Linked DNA regions of Zea mays: region 1 is linked to region 2. The links are chromatin contacts, called in public Hi-C maps. All regions are on one chromosome and are shown on one strand. Each heading gives the region's core, a stretch centred on a gene start, on an enhancer-like site or on the middle of the called end of the contact. The rest is flanking DNA. Distances are from core to core; before and after follow the strand shown.

Region 1 (6,894 bases), core at 1,323-3,822, 150 kb before region 2:
TGTCTCTGCTATAGGCAAGCGGGATCTCCGAACATTCGCCAGCTACTTCCTACTTTGCTGTAAAGCGACATCATCGTCATTTGTCCATCTTGTTATTAGATATAGTTTGTTAGTGGTGGTGCCATTTTATATGAACAGCGAATTTCTCACATTTCTCACGATGATGAAGTAAGTGTACGCCCCGTTCTTTTTAAGGGGCAAATACGCGCCTTCGGTTGGAGTGTAAATAATATCATGTTCAAATCAAACATTATCTTATAGTTATAGGGATCAATCTTAAATACTGCAGTTTGGTCAAATGGTCAAAATCGCGCACCACTGCAGATAGGGATGAAAACGGACGGAAAAAATCCCGTCCCGACCCGCCCCATTTTCCACATTTAATCCGTCCGTTTTCGGATTTCCGGAAAAATACGGGTTCGGGACGGGTTACGGGTTGGCCGTTGACGGGAGCGGGACGGAAACGGGAAATACTATTTTCCGTTCGGATTGTCGGGATCCCGTATTTGGTCGGGATATTTCCGTATTTATTCCGGATTTAACCCGGAGCGGAGTCAACAGTCAAGGCCCAAATCTGCCAAGCCCAACCCAACAGCAGGCCTCCATGCTAAAGTGAAACCCTAAGTCCATCTTCCAGCCGGCCGCCGTCCGGAGTCACGGACTCATCTAGTCGCCTGTCCGGCCGTCCACCGACACTCACCCATCGTCCGCCCGCCCGCCGACCGCCGTCCAGGCCGAAGGCCGTCCTGCTGTCTGCTAACTGCTGTCTGGTGTAGGCTACCAAGTATAGGCGTCCGAGACTACGAGTACAGCCTGTAGCGTCGAAGCTGTAGCCGTCGGTCCGTCCAGGCGTCCAGCCCGTCTTCTCAGTGTTCTCCAGGCTCCAGCCTCCAGCTGTCGTCTACCGAAGAGGCGAAGACACGCCCGTCTGCACACAACACACGGCTCCAGCCTCCAGCAGCCGTCTGCCGAAGAGCGGAAGAGGCGAAGACAGTCACCGGCTGGCTGCCACAACAAGTCACGCACACTGTACTGTCTACACACGGCAGAGCTCCAATCCAATTAAGACGAAGACAATCAGGAGTCAAGACACCGAGGCCAACTAGTATTATTTGTAGTGTGACTTACTATGTTAACTGTTATTGTGTCTGGACTGAATTTATGTGGGCTGAGTGAGTGTAAGTTTACTTGTTAGATTTGGATTTGTGCTATGTGCTCATATACTATTGTGGACTTATTTTCCTGTTGTTCAATGGCTATGTGGTCAACTGGTCATGTAATCATGTGGTGATGTGGGCTTTTTCCGGTTAATTTTTCCGTTGAGGCAATTTCCGTTCGTTTCCGGTTAATTTTCGGTCGTTTTGGTTCGTTTCCGTAAACCCGTATAACCCGGACCCGTTTCCGACCGTAGTTGTTCCGCTCCCGCTCCCATTTCCGACGAAGAATTGCGGGAGCGGAAACGGGAGAAGGGTTTTTCCGTCCGTTTCCGTCCGTTTTCATCGCTAACTGCAGAGACCGGTTCTGAATGCACCAGCCAGACACATGCCGGCTCATCCCCATCGTCCATTGTCCTCTGCCTTCGTCGGTCGGTAGGCCCTCTTCTACTCGACTAATCGTGCCCGGCGGCAGCATGGCCGTGCCGACGTGTCGTACTTAGTTACGGTTACGGAGAAACTAGCGCATGGCGGCGGGCGGCGGCCACCTGTGTCACCGTGGGCGTCACATCCAAACGGGCCGGGCTTGCTAGCCACGGTTAGAAAATCATGTCAAGCCATCTAAGCTCGAGGGCTCGTTCCTCTGTCCGATCTTGGCTCGCTGTGAGTCTAAACAGGTCAGGTCAGCCTGATAAATACGAAAAAAGCATGTAAAAAACGGGCTAAATGAACCGATAAGTATGATTTAGTAAAAATAACGTGTTTAACGAGTTTAAAGGTAAACGAGTCGTGCTGGATTAGCCTATCGTACTTAGTTTTCTGTCTAGTCTTGGTCCACTTATTCGTGCCGGGCCAGTTCAAGCTCGTATAAAAGCAGGCTGGACCAGACAAGAAAAACTTGCTTCGGATCGGTTTTTCCTGCTTCGTGATTTCTATACATCTGGGTGCTGCACGTGCACGGGGTGATCCGTGTCACGCCCCTTGCGGCGGATGTTGCCGATGCCCGCCCGCACAGGCACAGATGCGGCGAGGCTCACCGGATACCACGAACGCCTATGAACATACGAGCATACATGTGGGGTAGGTATGTTTGGTTGATTATTTATGCATACGTGTATGGTCTGTGTGAACTTTGGAGGAGGTTGGAGCTGAAGCACTAGTACCGATTAGACTAGCTCGCTGAGGGCAGAGAAAAACGCCTTTACGTAATCAATTCGAAGTGGATCTATATCATTTGTATCTGCGTTCCGACAAGGGACAAGCTACCCCTTCTACAATACAGTATACACCGGCGCCGCCGTCCGGAACGTCTCCCTCTCCCGCTCTCACATATAAACGCCCAAGCTCCCTCCCCCTAGTTGCCGTCTGCCCGTCTCCTCCAAATTGGTTCGTGAAACACCCCCCGACTCCCACAAACCCACCGGCCACCGCTGTGGCTTCATCCTTACCACTCGATCAACACTAAAGCTGGTGCCCAATGGATACGACACTCCTCCGGAGCAATGGCCGCCTCCTGCCCTTGTTCCTTCTCCTGCTTGCCGCCGCCGATTTCACGGCGGTGCAGGGCCAGGGGGGGCAGCAGCAGCAGCCTGGACCAGCTGGGGGGGCATACTACTCGCAAAGCTTCAGCCCGTCCATGGCCATCGTCATCGTCGTGCTCATCGCCGCCTTCTTCTTCCTCGGCTTCTTCTCCATCTACGTCCGCCACTGCTACGGCGACGGCTCCAGCGGCTACTCCGCGAACCGGCCGCCGGCCCCCGGCGGCGCCGCCGCGCGCTCGCGGCGCCAGCGCGGGCTCGACGAGGCCGTGCTGGAGTCCTTCCCCACCATGGCGTACGCCGACGTGAAGGCGCACAAGGCGGGCAAGGGCGCGCTCGAGTGCGCCGTCTGCCTCAGCGAGTTCGACGACGACGAGACGCTGCGCCTGCTGCCCAAGTGCTCCCACGTCTTCCACCCGGATTGCATCGACACGTGGCTCGCCTCGCACGTCACCTGCCCTGTCTGCCGCGCCAACCTCGTCCCGGACGCCAACGCCCCGCCGCCGCCGCCGCCGGCCGACGACGACGCGCCCGAGCTGCTGCCGCCACCACCCGTGTCCGCGCCGCCTGCCGCCGCCGCCGCTGCGGTGGTCATTGACGTGGACGAGACAGAGGAGGAGAGGATCATCAGAGAGGAGGCCAACGAGCTGGTGCGCATCGGCAGCGTGAAGCGCGCGCTGCGCTCCAAGTCCGGCCGCGCGCCCGCACGGTTCCCGCGCTCGCACTCGACGGGCCACTCGCTCGCAGCGTCCGCCACCACCGGCACCGGCGCCGGCGCCGGCGCCAGCACCGAGAGGTTCACGCTGCGTCTGCCCGAACACGTGCTCCGGGACCTCGCCGCGGCCGGGAAGCTCCAGCGCACCACGAGCCTAGTCGCGTTCCGCTCCAGCCGCGGCGGCAGCACGCGCCGTGGCGTCAGCGTCCGGACCGGCGGCGGCGAAGGCAGCAGCCGCGCCGGGAGGAGCATCCGGCTGGGCCAGTCAGGGCGGTGGCCGTCGTTCCTGTCGCGAACGTTCTCCGCCAGGCTTCCCGCGTGGGGGTCACGGTCGACGCGCAGGGGCGTCGAGGCTGACGGGTCCAGCAAGGGCGGTAGGGCGGCCGGCGCCGGCGCCGCCGGCTGAGGCGCCAAGTCAGTGGAACAGCCGAACAGGACGACCACGCGTGCGCTCCTGGACAACGTGTTTGACCGGTTCTCTCTGACCTGGTCAATCGGTGGCTGCTAGGAAACTCTTGGTGCTTTCGTCGCCATCGTGGTGGAAAAAATTTTGGCACTTGAATTTAGGAGAGAACGTGCTTGGTCGCGGCCCTCGCCTCCTCCTTCAGTCCTTCTGGAAGCGTGCTGTATTCATTTGTTATTATTATACGAAAAACGTGTACACAAATTCATAAGTTTTTTCATGCGAATTATATTTGTAAGTATACCCATACCACTCCTCTAAAATTCTCTAAATGCACACACACACGTACCTTAGCTCCTAAAGGTACAATGAAAATCTAATCCATCGGATCTCAAGATTAGTGAGATCGTTTTTTATGGACGAGCACAGAACAACAATTCAATTGAATATTAAAATAAATCTAGAAAATATAAATACTCGTGTTAAGTCGAAAAATAAACCTAAGTGGACATATTTTGCCATAAAAACTCAATCAGCTCTGTTCACCATAAAATCAGTGAGTCGAAGGTCTACCCTAAACCCTCAACACAGGAAACTAACGAAATAAACCATTTTAGATTTATTTATATATATTTCCCATAAATTTCATGTATATGATATTGATATTATAGCTTGCTGGATTTTGGTACCTTCCTTCGCCACTTGATGATCAAAGCATATATTCCGTGGGTCTAAACAAGAATACACATCCTGTCGTTCGAGGAGCCAAAATTTTAAAGTTTAACCAAAATTTCAGAAAATATCAAAACACTATTAAGATTTATATCTCTAAATATATTTATTATTAAAGTATATAACACATCGTAAGTTTCCTTAAAAAAATAAAGGCGACCATTTTGGATGGAAGTAATGAGAATCATGTGATAGACAACTAGGCGCCAAATGTTTCGCCCCAACCACGCGTACGGTCACAAACCACCCACCCATGCTTCTCTAGAGACTAGAAGGCCCTTAAAACAGTTTTTTTTTGCGAGAAAGGCCATTAAAACGTTGATCGATAGGCACCTTGCCTACGGTCCTAATGTCAGCACCAGCTAGTCCCTGTTGTTGAGGAAAATGTATGCACTCTAGAAACGCATGCATGGATGCGTCAGGCCGTGCCATCAACCATTTAATGCTGGGCATAATGAATCAGACAATGTGATTTTGAAATCCAGATTAAATCAATGGGAACATAGGAGATGGAGACAAGGAAAACAAAACAAAATTCCCCTTCCATCCACCACGGCAGCATCAGAACTGGAATGACAGGCCACATCGCCTATCTGCTCAGGATCAAGATAAAAAAGGCCATATCGCCTCATTTTGTAGCACAACACATGCCACCGGCAAAGGCAAAGGACTGCCATCCTCTAACATGAAACGATCCTGCACGTCGACAGGCGCGGCTAGGATGCCGCTGTCTCGTGATCCCACTTTCTTTTGTCCCTCATCAGTCGCATGAGCATGGAAGTTAGTTTATTTTACAATAAATAAACGATAACAATAATCATTGTAAACGAACAAACAAACAAATTGCTCATCTCTGTATTGTGCGGCGACCACCATTCCTCCTGGCCAGTAGTGCACCTCAACGCGGGTGCAGACGCCAGGACGTCGTCCGCGTGGTCCGGCGGCAGGAACCGCGCCCAGGCGGCGTCGGAGTCCGCAGCGGCCCTGAAGGGCGCCGGCGACACCGTAGACGAGTGGCACGCGTCGCCGAGCGCCGTCAGCGAGATGGCGTGCGCCACGCACTCCTCCGGTAGCCGGCAGACGATCTCCGCCGCCGATTCCGTCGCCATGAACGCAGAGTACTCGTACGTACGGCAGCGTCGCCGATGTGTGTATGATGATCACGTCTCGATTGTGATAAAACCGCTCAGTGGAGAGCAAATTCCTGATAACGTGTTGGAGCGCAGTTAAAATGAGACACAAAGAGAATGACAGTTGCATTCTTTATTGCAGGGGAAACTTTGTTTATATACCGGTGAAGGGGTGCGTTCTCAAGGGGTGTCCTTTGGAAATTATCTGTCGCACCCCTTGGATTGATCACAAATACAATATTTTGTAACAGTTCTATTCGAACGTTCGTTCCGTTCTGTCGCTGGCTGACGTGTTCTTTGGCCGTGAACAAAAAGTTGACAGGTGGACCTGTTTGGTTCGCTCTAACTTGGAAGAGTCTATCTATATTTTTTTAATTTAACTTACTAACTTATATAAGTTGTGATGTACTTAGCTGTAAACCAAATAGATACAACCTATTGTGGTCCACATGTTTGATATGTGCCTTATTTTGCATGCCACTCGATAGAATTTTTTTAGTGTTTGTTCGGTTAGAGGTGGATTGTGGAAGTGGCGGACGAGATACTAAAATTAAGGAGGTGCTAGTGTAACAAAAAAGACTCTCTCTATCTCAATATACAATTTGTTTTAGCCTTTTACTTTTGTGTGCATATTCAAGTAGATGCCAATAAACCTAGACACATATATCAAATATTGTATGAATTTATTAACACACTAAAACAAATACTATTTTGGGATGAGAAGAGGTACATATATGTAGCACCTGAGTAACAATAAAACATTATGTAACATACCACTAAGTTGCTACTTGCTAGAACATGAGTACTAATGTGACTAGTAGGCATTCTACGATTACTCATGGTTTGAGAACGTTCGTTGATTATACAATCATCAAGGCTTCTAAACATCTCTTGCTCCATATAGTCATCAATGATCTAAATATTTTGTTACGTGATACGTAGGATCGGCAGTGTGTAGGGGGCGCTCGCCCCGGCTTCCCTCTGTTGGGTCCGCCACTGGATTGACGGGGATTGTAGGGGATTAAATCCCCTTCCGTACAAATTTGTATGGGAGAGAATTTAATCCCCTTCAATCCCCTTAATCCACTTCTAACCGAACAAACCCTTAGGGGTCATGATAGGGAAAGGGAAATAAGAGCATCTCCAATAGATCCCAATACTCTTAATCCCAATCCTTGATTTAGGGAAAAGTTAAAAAACAGTGTTCCAACATACCCCTATT
Region 2 (6,635 bases), core at 2,866-5,365:
GCAGCAGCTAGGAACGGTCATCGAGATAGTTTCCGCGTTTTCAATGAAGTAATGGAGTGAGCTCCTTTTGTCATCCTCAGTGATCTCATCAGTAGACTACACGTAGTAAAAAGTTTAGTCCACAAAAGACAGATATTGTAAACTACTGGTCCACTTAGGAATTGAACCTTAATTATAAGCTATCCATATAAAGCTACCTGTGCTTGTTGAGAGCTTGTGTGCACCATTGAACGCTTTTGTTAAAAAAAACAAGAAACGTGTGGAGATCAGAGCACGTTTTTGAAAGACAGACACTCAAACAGTGACATAATATATAATCAGTTCCTAACAGCAGATGTAAATAGAGAAAAAGACAAAACAATAAACCCCCTCATTGGATATTGCAGATTTTCTCTTTGGATTCAGCAAATTGTATGCATATATATAGGCTAGCATAACGCAGTCATGGATCGATACTGCTAGAGTATATATATATATATATATATATATATATATATATATATATATATATATATATATATATATATATATATATATATATATATATATATATATATATATATATATATGCTTGTATTCTTTCTCGAACCGGAAAGCTTAGCCTTAGGCTATCCGCAACGGTTACCTCTAAATTTTTCCCCCTATATCACTTTCCCCCCTATTTTTCCCCATATTTTTTCATCTCCCGCAGCGGTTCCCCCTAAATACTCCCCCTATACCCCACTACCACTATAAAATATCATTTTCTATACCAACTATTAATTTTTTATCTACTAACAATTACTCGTGGACCCACAACACAGTGTTTAGGGTGATGAACAGTGACACGCTAGATCTGGGGGGAGAGAGAAGGGGACCGACACGTAGGGGGCGCTGTAGGGGGCACCGCTGCGGCCGTAGGGTGCCCCCTACGCGTCGCATGCAAGGGGAGGGGGAGAGGCAGCGGTAACCGCTGCGAACAGCCTTAGGAGGGAGTGTAGAGCTGAAAAGGTTCTTGCCAATCCATAGCTCCAGTTGTCAGATCGCTACGACTGCAGGACTGCTCGCTCACGCTGAAAAAAAAAACGCAGGCAATCCCCGGAGAGGCGCGGGAGTTCGATCTCGGCCGGTCAGGCTACTACCTACTGCTGGCCGGGTCAGCCGCCACGTACCAGTGCTTCTTCCTCGGCACCATCGGCGCCGTCTTCTTTGGCTCGGCGCTGCTCGCCGGAGTGGTCATGACCGTGCTTATCCCGGTCACTGAGGTGCTCGCCGTCGTGTTCTTCCACGAGCCGTTCAACGGCACCAAGGGCGTCGCCCTCGCGCTCTCGCTCTGGGGCTTCGTCTCCTACTTCTACGGGGAGGTTCAAACATCCAAGGCGCACCACCACCTGCCTGACAAGCCAACAAATGTCGAGCGTTTGGACCCATAGATGATGGTGATATGGCGTTCCCGGGAGTAAGTTTTCACCCCGTATTTGAGGAATAAGCAAGCCATATCAAATCATATTATACAACAATCTATATAGGGGAGTATGAATTTTCTTGTACAGTCTAATGTCTCCCATGCATGGACCTATAGAGCATACTATGTATATATGTTGGTGTATATGTACTTAAACAAACTTGACCATGCAAAGGTAAGATTAATCCTAGCCATTGCATCAAAAGGATGACTTTGAAGGACCGGATCAAGCAACCGGAAAGGGGTGAATGGAAGTCAATAAAAATATTTACACTCGGTGTAACTTTGGCTCGTTTCCCAATATTATACCCTAACCTTTAAAAATTCAAATGACACACAAGTGATGTGGAAAATTTTCTAGGACATACACGACTCCAACGAAACAAATGGATCGCAGGACAAACATTGAAAAATCCGAAACGACCTAAAAATATGTCACTAACTCAGATTGTTTTCAACATCTCGAATTTTAGTTTTAGAATAAAAAATCATAAAATTTTACATACACCTTCAGAAGGGAGTTTCTAAGGTGTACACAAAATTTTGAACTCAAACGGGTTTAAACTTCAAAGTAAGACCAGAAAACTCAAACTTGCCTTGGAGTTTTGTCAAAATAACATCTATTAGAAAAAATATCCATGAATTGGATCGACTCATACCAAAAGGTTGCAACGAATCCAGGACGATTTCTAAACCATAAATTAACCCCAACACACTTCCCAAACAAGTGAAGACAAGGATCAACTCAAAACTCAAAGTAGAGGGGTTGGGAGTAGAAGAAAACAAATCAAAAGCAAATACCATCAGATGTGATACGAAATGAAAAACCAAGATGGCAACATGTGGTTATGGCCACACTTCCTCAGAACTCTATAAACTTAGATGACGAGGTTCAAAACATCTAAAGATCTCTTAGCTAAAATGAGAAAGACTAAGTGATGGAAATGAAAATGGTAAAAGAGATAGCTAAATGATCCGGCCCTCCCCTCCTTTTATAGAGGGTTGTTCATTATTCCTAAACTATTCCTAGATATAGAGTTGTGATGCCAGATTCCATGAGTCGTGGCGTAATGCCCCAACACAATGCAATCTCTCTAACTCTCCCTCAGCCCAACAATAGTACCATGTCTAGTCCTCATTCTATTTCGGTCGATCTCTCATAGTCGCACAAATGGGCAATGGGACAGACGGTGAGTCAATGTTAAGGATCGCAAAATTTCCTACAGGAACGAGGCCTATGGGGAACCTCTCCGTTCGAGACGGGGACATGACTAGTTTCTCATTTGTGAGGCTAGTCGAGCGGGGCCCGTAAATAAACACGGCAGGGATGGGGAATAATTTTCCCCTTGGGAACCCGAATAGCCATGAAATCAAGGTTCAACCTAACTATATTTATAGACACACACAATTACATGTCTTTTATTTTTGTCTTGTTGTTGCCTCTTAATAATTGATATAACTATAATTGTTATGATGCAGTGATGCCCTTATTGTCCCTGTATTAGAGAACAATTTTTGGGGTGCAGTGTTCTCCACGGGACAGAGATGGGGATGGATTTGTCCCTGTTAAGGCTTCCGAGGCAGGACAAAGAATTGGTTTTCGAGAACGGGACATTCTCTGCTCGTCCTGCTCCATTGCCATCCTTATTCATTGATGTTTAGTGACTACATGAGGAATGAGGAATTGTAGCCCCGATGCTCGTTGAATGGTTTGCGCCTAGGCCATCGGACTCTAACTTTGAATAATAGAGGACTCTGGATTATAACTTTTTCTTTAAATAGATCTTAAAGATAAAAATAAGAAAATATATGCATAGAAATAAAACCGAATTAATCCAGTAAAATAAATTTTTAGTGTCAATAGTGTTAATAGAGTTAGTCATGTGTAACAAATACTCGCTCCTTTCTAACTTATAATTCATTTGACTCTTGTCTTATTAAAAAATCATAAATACTTTTTATTATTACGGTGGTATCATTTAGCATATAATATACTTGAATATTTTTATTTTCGCGTTTTTTTGAATTGCAACGAATTATAAATTGGAACTGAGGGAGTATCTTGTACGTTGTATTGCTTTCTTGATGGTATTGAAGGGAATAAATTGGCTATATAGATGTCAATGAAGGAAATAGAATAGAACCTGCCTATGCAACACTGGTTGCAACGAGAGAACAAAAAAAACTAAATGAATGATAATGAGATAAATGTATAGTTTTAGATATTAACAAAGAGATTTTTATAGATTTTGGTTGGCAAAAGGAGCAATTTGCTCTTGGATCTCAAACTCAGTTTTCGGGCACTTCCACAACACTTGTGTCAATTTTCGGCATCAACTCCGAGCGATCAATCACATCTGGACAGTTGACAAGTGTGATCGTTCCCTTCCACGCGGCGGCTCACACAGTCACACTAGCCTTTCTATACACAATAATCACACGGAGTAGTTGTATCGTGAGGCCACCAAGAATCCACGCCGGTTAGCCGGCCGGCCGGCTCTTTCTAGAAGATCGTTACGGCTTATTATTCCCTCCGATCCAACCGAGTCGCGCGGGTCAGCTGTTTACAAAAATCTCGCTGTAGCGGCCGACTCGTCCGACGTGACCACACGTCAGTGCAACTGAAGCCCAACTCCGCCGCTAAGCCTCAAGCGACCGCGACGCAGAGCCATGGCCGCCACGAGGAGCACGACGGCGGTGCCGGAGCTGGCCCTGCCCTCCGGGAACGCGAGGCCAGTGCCGGTGATTGGCCTGGGGACAGCGGTAATGTTCCAGCCGCCGGAGACTACCAAGGACGCGGTGCTTGCGGCCATCGAGCTGGGCTACCGCCACTTCGACACCGCCTCCTTGTACGGGACGGAGAAGCCGCTCGGCGAGGGCGTCGCGGAGGCGGTGCGGCGCGGCCTCATCGAGTCTCGGGAGGAGGTGTTCGTCACGTCCAAGCTGTGGTGCACGCAGTGCCACCCGGACCTCGTCGTCCCCTCCCTCCGGCAGACCTTGGAGTAAGGAATCCGATCACGTACTTACATGGAGTACTGTATATGCAGACGCATGCGAAATAATATTTACTATTACAGATTTTAACAAAGCGTAGGAGTTGACAGTTGAGTGAGCCCGACAAGCCTATGTCTTAACCTCCGTCTTAGCCTCACTTCTGGAAGAGTGAAAGTGGAGTAAAGAAACCTAGAGGTAGAACCCATTTGAAACTATGAATATTCAATCTGAATGAGCAAGCCCTCAAAAAGGCTAGTTTGAGGAGTCTAGAAATACAAAAAGAAATCAAGCTAAAACGCACATGATCCTTCACAGTACAGTTTTCAAGGACTAAATTTTAGAGGGTTCTTGATTTCTAGGACTAAATTTTAGTTCATCTATTTTATTTCATTTGTCCCTAAATTGTTAAATATGGAAACTATAACTTTATTTTAGTTTTTGTATTTGTCAATTTATAGACTAAAACAGCATAAAATGAAGGGACTAAAAATTAGTCTCTAAAAACCAAACGAATAAAATAAAGGGACTAAAAATTAGTCCCTAGAAACCAAACACCTCTTTAGACCCTGTTTGGTTTCTTTAGTCACTAGACTAAACTTTAGTAGTCGTTAAATTACCCCGTTTGGTTCCATTGACTAAACCAGACTAAATAACATTAATTGTTGTGAATAATGACTGTATTGCCCCTATTAATTAGTGAATGTTTGCTGCAACCAGAAAGTAGAGAAGACAAATAAGGTATAAATCTTACTTTAGTCCTTTTTAGTCACTCCCTTGGTGACTAAAGAGTTAAAGTTTAGTTAACTCACTTTAGTCGTCATGTTTGCTTCTTTAGGGGTTAAAAGTGACTAAACTTTAATCACCCTAAACTAAATGGGGTCTTAGAGCAACTCCAAGAGTTAATGTATAAATCCTAGTTAAATGTAGAGTTTAGAGAGGACTCTTTAAAATAAACAATATCCTATTAAGGGTGGAGTACCAATAGTCTCTCTACATTTAGCCTTTGACCAGTGTTTGTGCGTGTTGACTCGAACAAGCAGGCAAGTTGTGAGGGCTGAACGCTAGGAATTTCTGCATGCTTCCATGGGATGTGTCTTAACGCCAGTAGGAGCGGGAGGGGAAGGGCTAGCAAAAAAAATAGCTAGAAACATGGAGGCGATGCCGAGCCAAATACAATGGCAAGGCAGATGGCAAGGCTGTTGCAAGCTAATTTTATGAGGTTTTTCTTTTCTTTAGCGAGTGCATGCTCTTTAGCTAGCTTGTTGGTGTTGCTCTTAGTCTCTATATTTTATTCTATTTTAGTCCCTAAATTGCTAAATGGAAACTAAAATATAGTTTTAGTTTTCATATTTGACAATTCAGAGACTAAAATGGAATAAAATGTAGAGACTAAAAATTAGCCCCTACAAACCAAACATCCCCTAATTAGTCACTTCACATACTGTATAATGTAGGAATGAAAAACCCACAATACTGACTCTTAATTTGTTCAAACTAACCCTGAGGAAAAGACTGAAGTCAATCACTCACCGTTCCCAATTCTGAAGCAGCAAGAGCACTCTTAATTAGGGTTTGTTTGGATACATATGGATCGGAGGGAAATTGAGGGATTATGTGTCCATGCATCCAAACTTGCATTTATTAGTAAGGAAAATATCATATTTTTTGTCCAACCCTGTGTAAGCCTGTAGATAAGAAAGGAAAAAATAGCTGCAATCTGTACGTAGTGCAAACATGTGGCTGTAGAAGACAGACTGAGTCATCGCGGATTAGGAATTAAATTTTGGCAACAAAAGATAGGTCTGAGCAAGTCTTGGGGCAGGAGAGGGAGGTGGTGGAGGTGGCAAGGGTGACCACAGACAGAGAAGGAGCATGACTTTTTGTGGAGAGTCAGCACCACGCTTTGTCATCAAAGAAATCCATTCACCCATGAAGATTATCAGTTGTATTAAAACGATCTCTCTTTCTACAAAAGTTTGAACCAAAGACACCATAAACATTGCACATTGGTACACTTATACGTACTATATATGTTAGAAAGTAAACAGAGCGCATAAAGATATATATGTGTATTTTTGTTAGCTATAGACATGTATTAAATATGAAATTCTTGTTTTCTCATGACTTCTGTTCATCTGTCGTGGCTCGTGCGAGTAGAAACCTGCAGATGGATTACCTGGACCTGTACCTAATCCAC

What was found. Hi-C and Micro-C count contacts between places; a contact is called where the count stands out from the background.
Region 1: a contact with region 2 is called in a Hi-C map of bundle sheath, with 2.2 times the contacts expected there. The contact joins the promoter of LOC100274267 here to the promoter of LOC100857059 in region 2. A contact is called at or near these places in 2 of 25 Hi-C or Micro-C datasets (bundle sheath and leaf mesophyll).

Annotation. Positions count from the first base shown.
Region 1 is chr2:192,939,745-192,946,638 of Zm-B73-REFERENCE-NAM-5.0, reverse strand. It overlaps LOC100274267 (putative RING zinc finger domain superfamily protein), which reads left to right and starts at 2,572. Exons shown (of 1, transcript NM_001148631.1): 1 at 2,572-4,084. The coding sequence starts at 2,632. The coding sequence ends at 3,813.
Region 2 is chr2:192,793,367-192,800,001 of Zm-B73-REFERENCE-NAM-5.0, reverse strand. It overlaps LOC100857059, which reads left to right and starts at 4,115. Exons shown (of 4, transcript NM_001254922.1): 1 at 4,115-4,446; 2 at 6,596-6,635. The coding sequence starts at 4,115. It overlaps LOC100280705, which reads left to right. Exons shown (of 2, transcript XM_008669672.4): 2 at 1,071-1,715. The coding sequence ends at 1,412.